Regions from separate parts of the Mus musculus genome. Here all the other regions are linked to region 2. Evidence: chromatin contacts called from public Hi-C and promoter capture Hi-C data. All regions are on one chromosome and are shown on one strand. Each heading gives the region's core, a stretch centred on a gene start, on an enhancer-like site or on the middle of the called end of the contact. The rest is flanking DNA. Distances are from core to core; before and after follow the strand shown. Region 1 holds the start of Ralgapa1 (Ral GTPase activating protein, alpha subunit 1). Region 2 holds the start of Insm2 (insulinoma-associated 2). Region 3 overlaps Prorp (protein only RNase P catalytic subunit). Region 4 holds the start of Psma6 (proteasome subunit alpha 6).

The links. Hi-C and Micro-C count contacts between places; a contact is called where the count stands out from the background. Capture Hi-C pulls out chosen DNA fragments and counts their contacts.
Region 1: a promoter capture Hi-C map of adipose tissue shows a contact between it and region 2. The contact joins the promoter of Ralgapa1 here to the promoter of Insm2 in region 2. A contact is called at or near these places in 1 of 39 promoter capture datasets (trophoblast stem cells), 1 of 15 datasets of contacts at CTCF or cohesin (CD8 T cells), 2 of 484 Hi-C or Micro-C datasets (embryonic stem cells and nephron progenitors), 2 of 115 datasets of contacts at active chromatin or transcription factors (the 230-238 cell line and embryonic stem cells) and 2 of 9 other capture datasets (adipose tissue and liver).
Region 3: a contact with region 2 is called in a Hi-C map of cortical glia, with 2.2 times the contacts expected there. The contact joins the enhancer-like site here to the promoter of Insm2 in region 2. A contact is called at or near these places in 1 of 39 promoter capture datasets (the C10 cell line) and 3 of 484 Hi-C or Micro-C datasets (the G1E-ER4 cell line, cortical glia and embryonic stem cells).
Region 4: a promoter capture Hi-C map of adipose tissue shows a contact between it and region 2. The contact joins the promoter of Psma6 here to the promoter of Insm2 in region 2. A contact is called at or near these places in 3 of 39 promoter capture datasets (embryonic stem cells and neural stem cells), 1 of 484 Hi-C or Micro-C datasets (embryonic stem cells) and 3 of 9 other capture datasets (adipose tissue, liver and pancreatic islet).

Annotation. Positions count from the first base shown.
Region 1 is chr12:55,819,773-55,822,472 of GRCm38.p6, forward strand. It overlaps Ralgapa1 (Ral GTPase activating protein, alpha subunit 1), which reads right to left and starts at 1,395. Exons shown (of 42, transcript NM_001368814.1): 1 at 890-1,395. The coding sequence starts at 995.
Region 2 is chr12:55,597,521-55,600,220 of GRCm38.p6, forward strand. Insm2 (insulinoma-associated 2) reads left to right here and starts at 1,397. Exons shown (of 1, transcript NM_020287.2): 1 at 1,397-2,700. The coding sequence starts at 1,953.
Region 3 is chr12:55,361,873-55,364,572 of GRCm38.p6, forward strand. All of the region lies in intron 4 of Prorp (protein only RNase P catalytic subunit), which reads left to right. Among named protein-coding and RNA genes, the nearest start is that of Psma6, 36 kb to the right of the region's middle. Within about 2 kb of position 1,384, at least 5 of the 459 cell types and tissues checked have an H3K27ac peak or open chromatin away from gene starts, as enhancers often do. A contact at or near this core is called in cortical glia, where this site is marked.
Region 4 is chr12:55,397,567-55,400,266 of GRCm38.p6, forward strand. Psma6 (proteasome subunit alpha 6) reads left to right here and starts at 1,259. Exons shown (of 7, transcript NM_011968.3): 1 at 1,259-1,425. The coding sequence starts at 1,350.

The DNA.
Region 1 (2,700 bases), core at 145-2,644, 220 kb after region 2:
CCAAAACAGACAGAAATTAGGAGGACAGCTTGAGATGATAAACTCTGAATTAGAATTCAGACATCTGAGATCTAACCTCAGCTATCCTATTGTCATTCTATATGTCTAAGCCCTGGTCAACTTTCCTTTTTACCTCAAAATTTCTTCATTTAAAAAAAAAAAAAAATCCAAGTTGTCTATGACCAAGTATCCAAAAATCCTCGCTTAACACTTTATCCCAAATCTAGCTTGCTTCGGTCTTCAGAGACACTAAAGTTGATGAGACGGCAGAGAGTAAGAAATTTTTAATGAAAACTTAATTCTGTATCGTTCACGAGAACCTTCTTCTCTATAATTAGTTTTCTTCCTAAAGGACAGCAAATGAAGAACAGGGTGTATAGGGCGGGGTTCTTTCCCCAAGCTTCAGGAACCACCCACTTCCCAAAGAGGTGCAACTGCTTCCTCCAGGGCCCTCACCTGCCAAAAAAACTTGAAAGACTACGGGTTCCACTGGCCGAGCCAGCGCTTTGCTTTGCTTTGCTTTGCACTCGGGTGGGGATGGCAGTAGTCAGATGGCAAGCACACCCTCTAAACACCATTACCCACAACGCCAAGTGTCCCTGAAGTCTCATCAAGGACTTAAGTTTCTGGCCTGACTGTCATTTTTTTTTTTTTAAACAATCAGACCAGGAACTCCAACGTGGGTCTCTCCGTGCTGGTGCTGACTGATTTGTACCAACTGCCAAGCTGTCCCCTTCCCTCGCCGCCCGCCCGCGCGTGGGCAGAGGCGCCGCCGGCCCTCACTCCCGACCGCGCCAGGTCGCGAGGGCGAAGCCCGGAGCTCGCGGGGTGACAGGCCGGGGGCAGCAAGGCCGCCGCGGCGGCGCCCCGGGGTCGCGGCTCCCCTCACCGATGACGATGCGCAGGTGCTTGAGGCGGGTCAGCGCGTCCTTCTTGGTGTCCAGCACCTTCTGGGTGGACTTCTTCACGTCCCCGTGCGGCTTCTTAGAGAACATCCTGCGGCCGCCGCGGCCCCTCCCGGCCGGGTCCCGACGACCCAGCGCAGGCGGTGGGCGGGGAAGAGGCTAGCCGCGGCGGCTCATGCGTTCCCCCGCGTCCGCCGCTGCCGCGCGGGCCCCGCTGCCAGGCCCGCCTCTCGCCGCCGCCGCCGCACGGAACCTGCAGCCCCGGCTCCAATATGGCGGATCCGCCCCGCGCGCTGCAGCGACGAGGAGACGCGGAGCGGCCGCCGCCGCCCAGGCCGCGGCAGGAATCCCCACAGCCGCGGAGAGGGAGCGCTCCGCCGCGGCGCCACTCCTCTCTCCCTGAGGCCCCCTTAAGGTTGAAGCGTCTCTAGCAGCTTCAACCCCGCGGAGGCCAAAACCGAGTCGTGTGGTGATGGAGTTTCACGACTCTGCCGTCGGTGGCGAACGGTCCCCGTGGCAACCGCCTTCTGACGTCAAGTGCTCGTGACGTCATGTCAGCGTGAGCTCATTCCTGCCTCTATAGCCTCTTGGTTTCCTGTGTCTGTAGTAATGAAGAAGGGCAAGAAAGTTAAGGAAGGTGTTGTCTACTGTGTGCTCCTTGTAAACAGCGGTTCCTAGAGTTTTTGTTGAAAAAGTCGTTCATCTCCACTCTTTAAACCGCTCTGAGTAACTTAAACATCAGAACAGATGTGCAAGGCCAGCTTGATACTAGCTCTGAAGCCTTGGCTCTGACGTCATTTCACTTTCTAATTTGGATATTTCCTGTGTTTTGCAAACCGTTCACTTTCTAATTTGGATTCTTCCTGCGTCTTGCAAAATAATGATTAAAAATGTACTGTACTTTAGAGATGCGTGGGAGTGTTGCATCCTTTTCCTTTAAATTAACATGCACATGGCTAGAGCTGCAGTTCGCTCTAGCACCAGATCTCCAGCACCAAGAAAACAGACATAAATAAATAAAATATCTTGTACAAGTAAATGCATCCTACCATATATCAGAGAAAAAAAATTAAGAAATCTGGATGATTTTAAAGGAAGGCTGTCTTTAGATGTGAAATACTCACCTAAATCCAAAGAACGCTGTGTAAGATCCAAGTAAAACAATTAACTAAGTGTGGTAGTGCTCTGCTGTCATACTAGGATTTGGGAAGACATAATTCAAGGTCAATGGCAGCTACGTTAGACCATGTCTCAAAACAAAACAAAACAAAACAAAAAACTACAAAACACAAGTAGTAATCACAAACTCTGGCTTTTTGTCTTTGCCTGTCCCTAGTGCCCAGTCCCCTGCTGATCTATCTTCCGTCACTCTGAATTAATATTTGTTAGACAATTTTGTTTGTATTTTTCTTTAGAGACTTTAAATAATTTATTTTATTTGTTTGTTTATTCATTTGCTTTTTTCGTTTTGGTTTTCCAAGGCAGGGTTTTTCTGTGTAGCCCTGGCTGTGAACTCACTCTGTAGATCAAGGTGGCCTAGAACTCACAGAGATCCACATGCCTCTGCCTCCAGAGTTCTGAGATTAAAGTGTGTGCCACCACTGTCCAGCTTGTTTGTTTGTTTATTTTGGTGTTCTGCCTACATATATGTCTGTGAGATGGTATCAGATCCCCTGGAACTAGGGTTACAGACAGCTGCAAGTTGCCATGGAGGTGCTGGGAATTGAACCTAGGTCCTCTTAACTGCTGAGCTGATTGATTTTTATTTTGAATCTGTGAGTGTGTGTGAATGTGT
Region 2 (2,700 bases), core at 147-2,646:
ATCACAACGTTTCCATCCCGAGCGCTTCCGGTGTCGCATGCATTTCATTCCTTCCTCACTGAGCTCTGCAGTGCACACATGCACCTTCCCATCCTGGGGCCTAGTGTCATGATGTACTCTGAGTTCCGTCTGATGCTGATGGCTAACTCATCATCTGCAGTAGAGGTGAGTTCCTCGACGTAATCTCAGCGTATTTACAATCACCAACAATACTGTGACAAAGAGTTTTCTTTATCCATATTTTCTAGAAAGTTGTTAATTAAGAATGAAAAAAAAATGTGGTATTGTTTTCCAGGAAGGTTGTCATTGAAGAGGGTGGGGGAGCAGCACTGGAGCTGGTGGAAAACACGAGCCAATATGCTTTGCTTCAGGAAAAAGCCTCGTGGGCAAGGGGTAGGATGAGATGAATTTGAGTGAGAAGTCAGCCCCGAGGTCACTGACATGTTGGAAATGACCAGCTCAGGAAACCAAGCTTATTAACCTACTTAGCACTTTAGCATTTTAATGATTCGGGATAGGAATTTTGATTGTAAAATCTCACACTTACTGTACGCCGCTCGCTCCACACTGTTTAATGGAAAGCATCATAACTGCTGAGCTTAATCCAGTCCTTAAAGTACAGCAGGACAGAAAACCAGAGGATCCAGGGTATTTGGTTAAGTATTATATTGTGAAACTTTATTGTGTGTGCATGCGCGCATGCCTGCTTAAGCATAACCTGATGCATAGCCAGAGATAAACAGACCTTCATGTCTCTTTCCTTAAATACTGTCCTCCATGTGAAATTACTTCACTGATGATGGGACTCAGCCTGCATTCCACTTTAACTGAGTCTGCTTTTAGTTCTGTTTATCGAGGAGCTCCGAGCACGGGTCTTTCCCTTTCCTCTTCTCACATTGCATGGGTTTTGTTATAAAGGCTGATACGGTACCTCTGTCGAATAGGGCTAATTATTTCACCGTTCAATCAGTACTACAAACCTACAAATCTCTTCAGGTTCTTAACTACAACAACGAAGTGCCCAGCTGGTGGCAAGGGGCCCAGAGGACAATCTGTTGAGTTGGTGTACTGCACATCTTTTGCAGAGTGTCTCTTGTCATGTAGAGGGAAGCAGGTGTAATGCCGATTCCACCAGCATTTCTCACTCAATCTCCTCCATGCTAAACAGGCCAGTTAGGCATTAAGTCATGTCTCTGGGTAGCTTAAGTGGAAAGTGTGAACAGAGAAACCACTTTATGTGAGGACAGTCGAAAATTAGATCCCTTCCCCTCCCCACTCCTCTTCCCCAAGGGAGGGGACACTTATCAGCCAAGAGCTCGGCGCCTGAACCGTGCAGCGTCCTGAGCTCCAGAGGTTTGCCAGCACGCACGATCTGCGGCGCCGAGAGCTCTTCTCCCCAGATGAATTCTCATAGTATCACAGAAGCGCGCAGTCCCGATCGATACTGGATGGCAGACGTGCTCCCGCCGTCAAGTGTAGGCACAGGGCGGTGGATTTAGCTGCCCTGCAGTTCGCTCGCAGCTTCTCATCAGCTCAGTACTGGCGGAGGGACGTTAACCCGTTCCCGCGCGGATTCCCGCCCTGTCGCGGTGGCCGTCCCTCCTCTGACCTCCCGAGGCGGCCGAGCCTTTCAGAGCGACGCCCAGGCGTGGGCCTGGTCAGTTCTCGGCGCGTGGCGGGCTGGTGGCTCTGGCTCCCTAGCGCGAGGTCCCCGGAGGCTGCACTGGGCGCCCCAAGCCCCTTCGTGCCCGCTCGTCTTCCCGCGTCTCTGTCGGGGCGCCCGGCCGGGTGGAGGCCCCGCCCCGGGACCCGCTCCCACTCCTGATTGGCCGGCACAGCCCGAGGGGCCCGGCCCGACCCGGCCCGGCGTCTCAGCTATAAAGCGGGCGGCCGCATGCCCGGCTCCGTCCAGCCCTCCTAGCTCCGGGGCTCGCCCGGGCACCCGACCCACCATGCCGAGGGGCTTCCTGGTGAAGCGAACCAAGCGCTCCGGCAGCTCCTACCGCGCGCGCCCGGTGGAGCCGCTTTTCCCTCCTCCGGGTCCCCTCGCGGCGCAATCCTCACCGGAGGAGCCCGGTCGGGGACTTTTGGGGTCCCCCTGCCTCGCACCTCCGCAGGACGACGCCGAGTGGGGCGCGGGTGGCGGCGACGGCCCCGGCCCCAGCCCCGCGAGGCCGGCGGGCCCCGAGCTGCGCCGCGCGTTCCTGGAGCGCTGCCTGCGCTCTCCGGTCTCTGCGGAGTCCTTCCCCAGCGCCACCGCCTTCTGCTCCGCGGCGCCCGCGGCCGTGACCTCCGGGGAGGAGTTGGTACCGCCGCAGGTCCCTGTATCCGTTCCAATTCCCGTCCCCGGGCCCGCCCCGCATGGCCTCCAGCGCCGCGGTAAGGGTGCCCCAGTCTGCGCCTCAGCGCCGGCAGCCGTCAGGAAACCTAAGGCGGTGAGAAGGCTGAGCTTCGCAGATGAGGTGACCACGTCCCCGGTGCTGGGTCTGAAGATCAAAGAGGAGGAGCCCGGGGCTCCGGCACGGGCTCTGGGCGGCGTCCGCACCCCGCTGGGGGAGTTCATCTGCCAGCTGTGCAAGCACCAGTACGCGGACCCCTTCGCTCTGGCTCAGCACCGCTGCTCCCGCATCGTGCGCGTCGAGTACCGCTGTCCCGAGTGCGACAAGGTCTTCAGCTGCCCCGCGAACCTCGCCTCCCACC
Region 3 (2,700 bases), core at 134-2,633, 240 kb before region 2:
TGGTTGGGATTCAGTCCTCGGTTGTCCCCTGAGATCCAGGATGGGACTCAGCAGGGGCCTCTACCCACTGAGCCATCACACCAGCCCTTCCAGAATTACTCTTCGACAGTCTCACTTCTAGATTTCTTGTTGTTTCTTATTTCCGTTATTTAGGTTTTGGTCTGGGGATTTTGTTTGTTGTTAGTCTGGTTTGGGAAGTTGTTTCAGTACTGGAGATTGAACCCAATGCCTTCTACATATTAAGCAAGTGCTCTTACTAGTGAGCTAAATCCCCAGCACCCCCTTTAACTATTAAGGATTTATTTTTTAATTGTATGTGGGTAATCATATGTGGGTTTGCACACATGAATGCCAGGTGCTCATGGAAGCCAGAGGAGCCCAGTGCTCCCGGAGCTGGAGTTACAGGCAACTGTAAACCACCTGATGTGGGGGCTGAGAACCAAACTCAGGTCCTCTACAGGGGACTGCTGTTAACCACTGAAGCATCTCTGCAGTCTTCACTTCCTAAATCCAGCCCTTATCTTATTTTCCATTTAGAGCAGGGTCTTACCCAGACTGACCTGGAACTCCCTCTATAACCCAAGCAGACCTTGATCTTACAATCCTCCTGCCTCAGTCTCTTCAGCAGCTAAGATTACAGGCCTGTGTCCCTGGGCTCAGCCTATGACTTCTGATCTGCAATGAGGTCTGCTTTATTCCCTCTGAAGGCTTTTGGAGCCTTCCTTTGCCTCCTTGACGTTAACACTTTACAAAAAGGTGACTGGTGTGATGTTGTTGCATCCATTGAGTTGGCCAGGTAACAGACGCTTTCATTCTGGGAACTCTTTGTCTACTGGACTGATTATTGGTTATTTTGTTGGTGATGCCATATCTGGAACTCCTGCCCCCTCCCCAAAATAATGGGCCCTTAGGCTTCCATCTCTCGCCTCAGGAGTATAAATTTGAGTTGTCCGGTTCTTTGTTAAGCCACATGTCTCCAGCCAGCCTCATTTCTTTGCTTCCAACTCTGGGGTCTCTTGGGAGATTGTGTTGACCCTTAGCTACTTCTGTGCAGATTTGACTTAGTCACATCTGCAAGGTAAGCTCCCCTTGTACCCTTGCTCTCCAGCTTCCAAAACTAGGTTACTTTTTTCTCTAAAGTCTGTGAGTTTGTCGGTTTCAAACGTTTTTATTATAGTTTTAAGGGAATTCCAAGTAGGATGAAAATTAGATGTATGTTTGCCTTCTTAACCTAGAAATGTGTGTTCTACTCTAAACCAGTATTGCCAGATTGGCACTAATGCCCCCACCCCCACCCCAGGCAAAATAACTGGTTAAGAGGTAGAGGGGGGCATAAGAAAGAACCCTTTCATTCCTCTGGTTCTGATTCATGTCCCTTACTGCCTGACACCAAGACATTTTGGCATAATAGACTAGACCTCCTGCCAAAGAACTGTACTCTTCTCTGGAGAAAGACCGAGCGGTGAGTTTTAGAATGGCCTAGAAACTATGTGCTAAGTGAGACCTCTTTGTGATTTCCACGTAGGTCGGGATCCCTCTGCCCTGTGTTCTTAGTACTACTAGCACTCCCGTCTCCACTGTAAGCTACACACTGTTCCTAATAAGTCTCCTCTCCAAGGACAGACACAATCCTTTCACACCTCAGGGCTGGAGAGATGGCTCAGCTGCCAGGAGCACTGACTGCTTTTCCAGAAGACCCAGGTTCAATTCCCAGCATCCACATGGTGGATCACAACTCCCATTCCAGAGGATTCAGCACCTTCTCCCAGCCTCCGTGGGAACCGCACAGACATGAGGTACATACGTACATGTAGGCAAATATCCATACACACAAAATAAAATCAAAGTATGCCAGCACATACATACTTAATCTAAAAGCCATTAAGTAGCTTCATACACAGACACACTGAGGGTCATCCTCTCCTAGTGCCTCCACCTGACTGTTTGTGAGTGTCTTTACTCATCAGTAAGCTCACCAGTTGTGACTTGTTCTGTGTTCACAATCAAGATCCAGGTGGTTCTGAGTAGAGGCTTGAGAGGGACTCCAGGACACACAGGCCATGGCATTGGGTTACATTTCTTTGTTTTATTCTTTTTTTTTTTCTTTTTATTAGAAGAAGGAGTTTAATCTATCTAAATCCACCGAGTTAGACAGTATTAATGAGAGTTAACATTTATGGGCTAATTTTCCATATGTTTTTATATCTATATGCATTATACAGTAGTACTCATGATAAACAAGTATTATTTTCACCTTACCAATAATGAGGCAGAGACACAAAAAAACAAATGAAGCTTTCCCATTTGATAAAGTTTGAATATCATGGAACCAGAATTTGAACCCAGCTTGTGTCTCCAGCACTATTGTCACGTTATTAAAGAGTAGTTTCCAAGTGGAAAGGGCGCTTTCGTGTCTGTTCCGTCTCACTAACCGCTTCAGCCCTTCTGTGGGCGTTAAGTTGGAATAGTAACTGGAGTGAGCTTTATGTAGTTGGGTTTTTCATACATTTGAATAGACCAAGACTGTAACTATCTTGTGCTCTCTTGGAAGGCTTTGTAATTAGGCCAAAGCTTTGTCCACCAGTGCTGCTGGGGAGGCTACACAGATTTTTCAAATCGTCTCTTTAGTCATTAGTGTCTATGAACCTGCAAGTGTCCGTGTGCTTTACCAGAGTGGGAAAAGGATTCCCATATCTTGGG
Region 4 (2,700 bases), core at 9-2,508, 200 kb before region 2:
AACTGTAGGTGTTATAGTACACTTGGCTGGGAAGACTGAGAAAAGTACGCAAAGGTCAGGAGTTAATCCTGATGTAAGGACCTGAGCTAGAACCAAGGGACAGCAGCTCTTATCAGCACACTTGGGAATTGAAGCTGGAAAGTACCGGGTGTTCCAGAGCGGCTGCTTACATGGGCTATTTTCTTAACCCGTGTTTCAATCTTGGATGTTGTACACCCTACCCCCACCCCCAGACAGCCTTCTTTTTCCTGTGTAGCCTTACTGTGTCCTGAAACTCATTCTGTAGATCTGGCTAGCCTTGAACCCAGAGATGTCTCTGCCTTCCAAGTGCTGGGATAAAAGATGTGTCCCACCACACCTGGCTTATATTTTTTTCTAAAGGAAGAAAAAAATTAGCTCGAGAAATTAAAACTTCCTTATGAAGAATCTCTTCAAATGTTTTGCTTTAAAATGGGTGCTTTTAGAGAGAACGCCACAGATCTGAATATTTCAGTATTACATCAGTAAATTGTTATAAATATTGCTGTAAACAAAACTTTTATTTAGGGAGGGGGGAATAGCTTAATAATATGCTTCGATTTTTATATTCACTAAATAGGGGCTGTGCCCTAGGGTGCACAATGTGCAGAATTTTACAGTTTGAAAAACCACCAGTTTTCCAGGAGTTGCTTCGCCGCCTTGGAATTACTCTCCGGTATCCAGCCACCAGCAACGATCTTGCTCATCATCAACTAAGACTGCTCAACCTCTCAAGTTCCCATCTCTGGGCCGCTGTCCAAAGGAAAGTCTTGCCAGACTAGAAGAAAACTTTTGTTATTTCCAGTGGCTTCTTCCACTAACCCTCTTTCAGGCCCTACATTTAAGGGTGGCTGTTGCATTCCTTTCTCCCCCAAAACGTAGGAAGAGAAGTGGCTGGTAAAATGAAGGTTAGGAAGAACAAAGCCAGACTCCGGGAAGACAGGAGAGCAAGTACAGGCGCCCAAACTGACTGCGAACGCGGTGACCATACTGTCTCCAGAGGTCACAAGTAGGCAAAGGACAACTGCAGGCACCTTGAAAACTTCCTCTTTTGGCCACTCTGATCTCCAGAACGCACTAACGGCCGGCTGCGACCCAGAGCCACCACCCGGAAGCCCGCGGACCGCAGGCCGGGCGCGCGAGGGCCCGCCTACTCAGGGGCAGTGCTTTGGGACGTCCCGTCCCCACCGGAAACACCGCCAGTCCCTCACCAGAGCGGAAGCAGCTCCGCCGGTGCTCCGGAAGCAGTAGCCATAACTTCCGGGAGGGGGCTTGGGTCCCTGGTGTGTGTGCTACGGGGTGCAGACTGTGTTTAAAATAGCAGGAACGCCATGTCCCGGGGTTCCAGCGCCGGTTTTGACCGTCACATTACTATCTTCTCTCCCGAGGGCCGACTCTACCAAGTAGGTGAGTGACTCAGGGCCTCCTGCGGGACCTCCGAATTGCTCTGTCATGCTTCGGCCTGGAGCGAGCGGACGCGGCCCGAGGATGGTTCGGGGGCTCGGAGAAGGGCCTGAGCCAGGAAAGCAGCAGGATCGAGGTCGGGCCCGCTCTCGTCTTCCCAGCCCGGTCTGCAAGCGGGCTTGGAGGCTGAAACCGAAGCGTAGTGCTCTTCAGGAGCGCCTTACTGGCCAGACACAAAGCAGTAGGGCTTTGCACTGTGATGCCCGCCTTCTGCCTTTCGGAGTCCCCCGTAGCTCAGCGATTCTCAATCTTCCTAATGCTGCGCCCCTTAAATCCAGTTCCTCGCGTTGTGATGACCCTCAGCCATAAATTTGTTTTCGTTGCTACTTCAAAACTATGTTTTTTTTGTTTTTTTGTTTTTTTACTTCAATGAACGGTAATGTTTTTTCAGATGGTCTTAGGCGACCTTGTGAGAAGGTTTTGGTACTGGGGGTCGCGACCCACATGTTGAGAAGCACTGTTTAGCATCAGTCTACCTGGAGCCTGAGTCTTCCCTTCGCTGAGAGTGGTTGGTTCTTTAACCATCCAACTTAAATGCACACACACCACACACCCTCAACCCTCCTCTGCAGTATAGATAGATGACTTGCTTTGTGGTCAACTCTATACAAGTGTGTAAAGCCCTACCAGACACTGCTGGTTCTAGAAAAGAGATCAATGTCACTCGTCCCTACTGAAGCTGACTGCTTAAAGGAAGTGACAGGAAACCAAACGAATAAAAAGAGAAGAGTTCAGTATATGCAAAGTTCACAACTGAGAAATAAAAGAACAGCAATGAACTCCTCTTGAAGTTGGCACCCCGATTTTAACCCCCACCTGTAAGAATGCTTCTATAGTTTAAAAACTGGTTCTCAGTCTAGTTGAGGCACGGTGTGTTAGTCTTTACTAAAGGAACAGCTTTAATGGACGGAAACCTGAACTTAGCATCAGTTACTCCATGTAACAATACATTTTGGTAAGTTGAAGTCGCGGCAGGGTTTGGTCTAGGATTATAGGACAGACTTTTAAGCTCTTGCCATAGAAAACTTAGTGTCAGAAGGGCGAGACATACATCTGGTCCATGATAATTTTATTTTGAAGTTTTTTATCTCAGTGTCTTGACAAGGAGAGTCATACTATCTTGGTTGGAAATCCTAGAGTTGGCCTATAAATGGAGTTCTACTCACCTATATGCTTAGATTATTGTTTGAGTTGTTGCTTTCCCTCTTTTACTCAGGG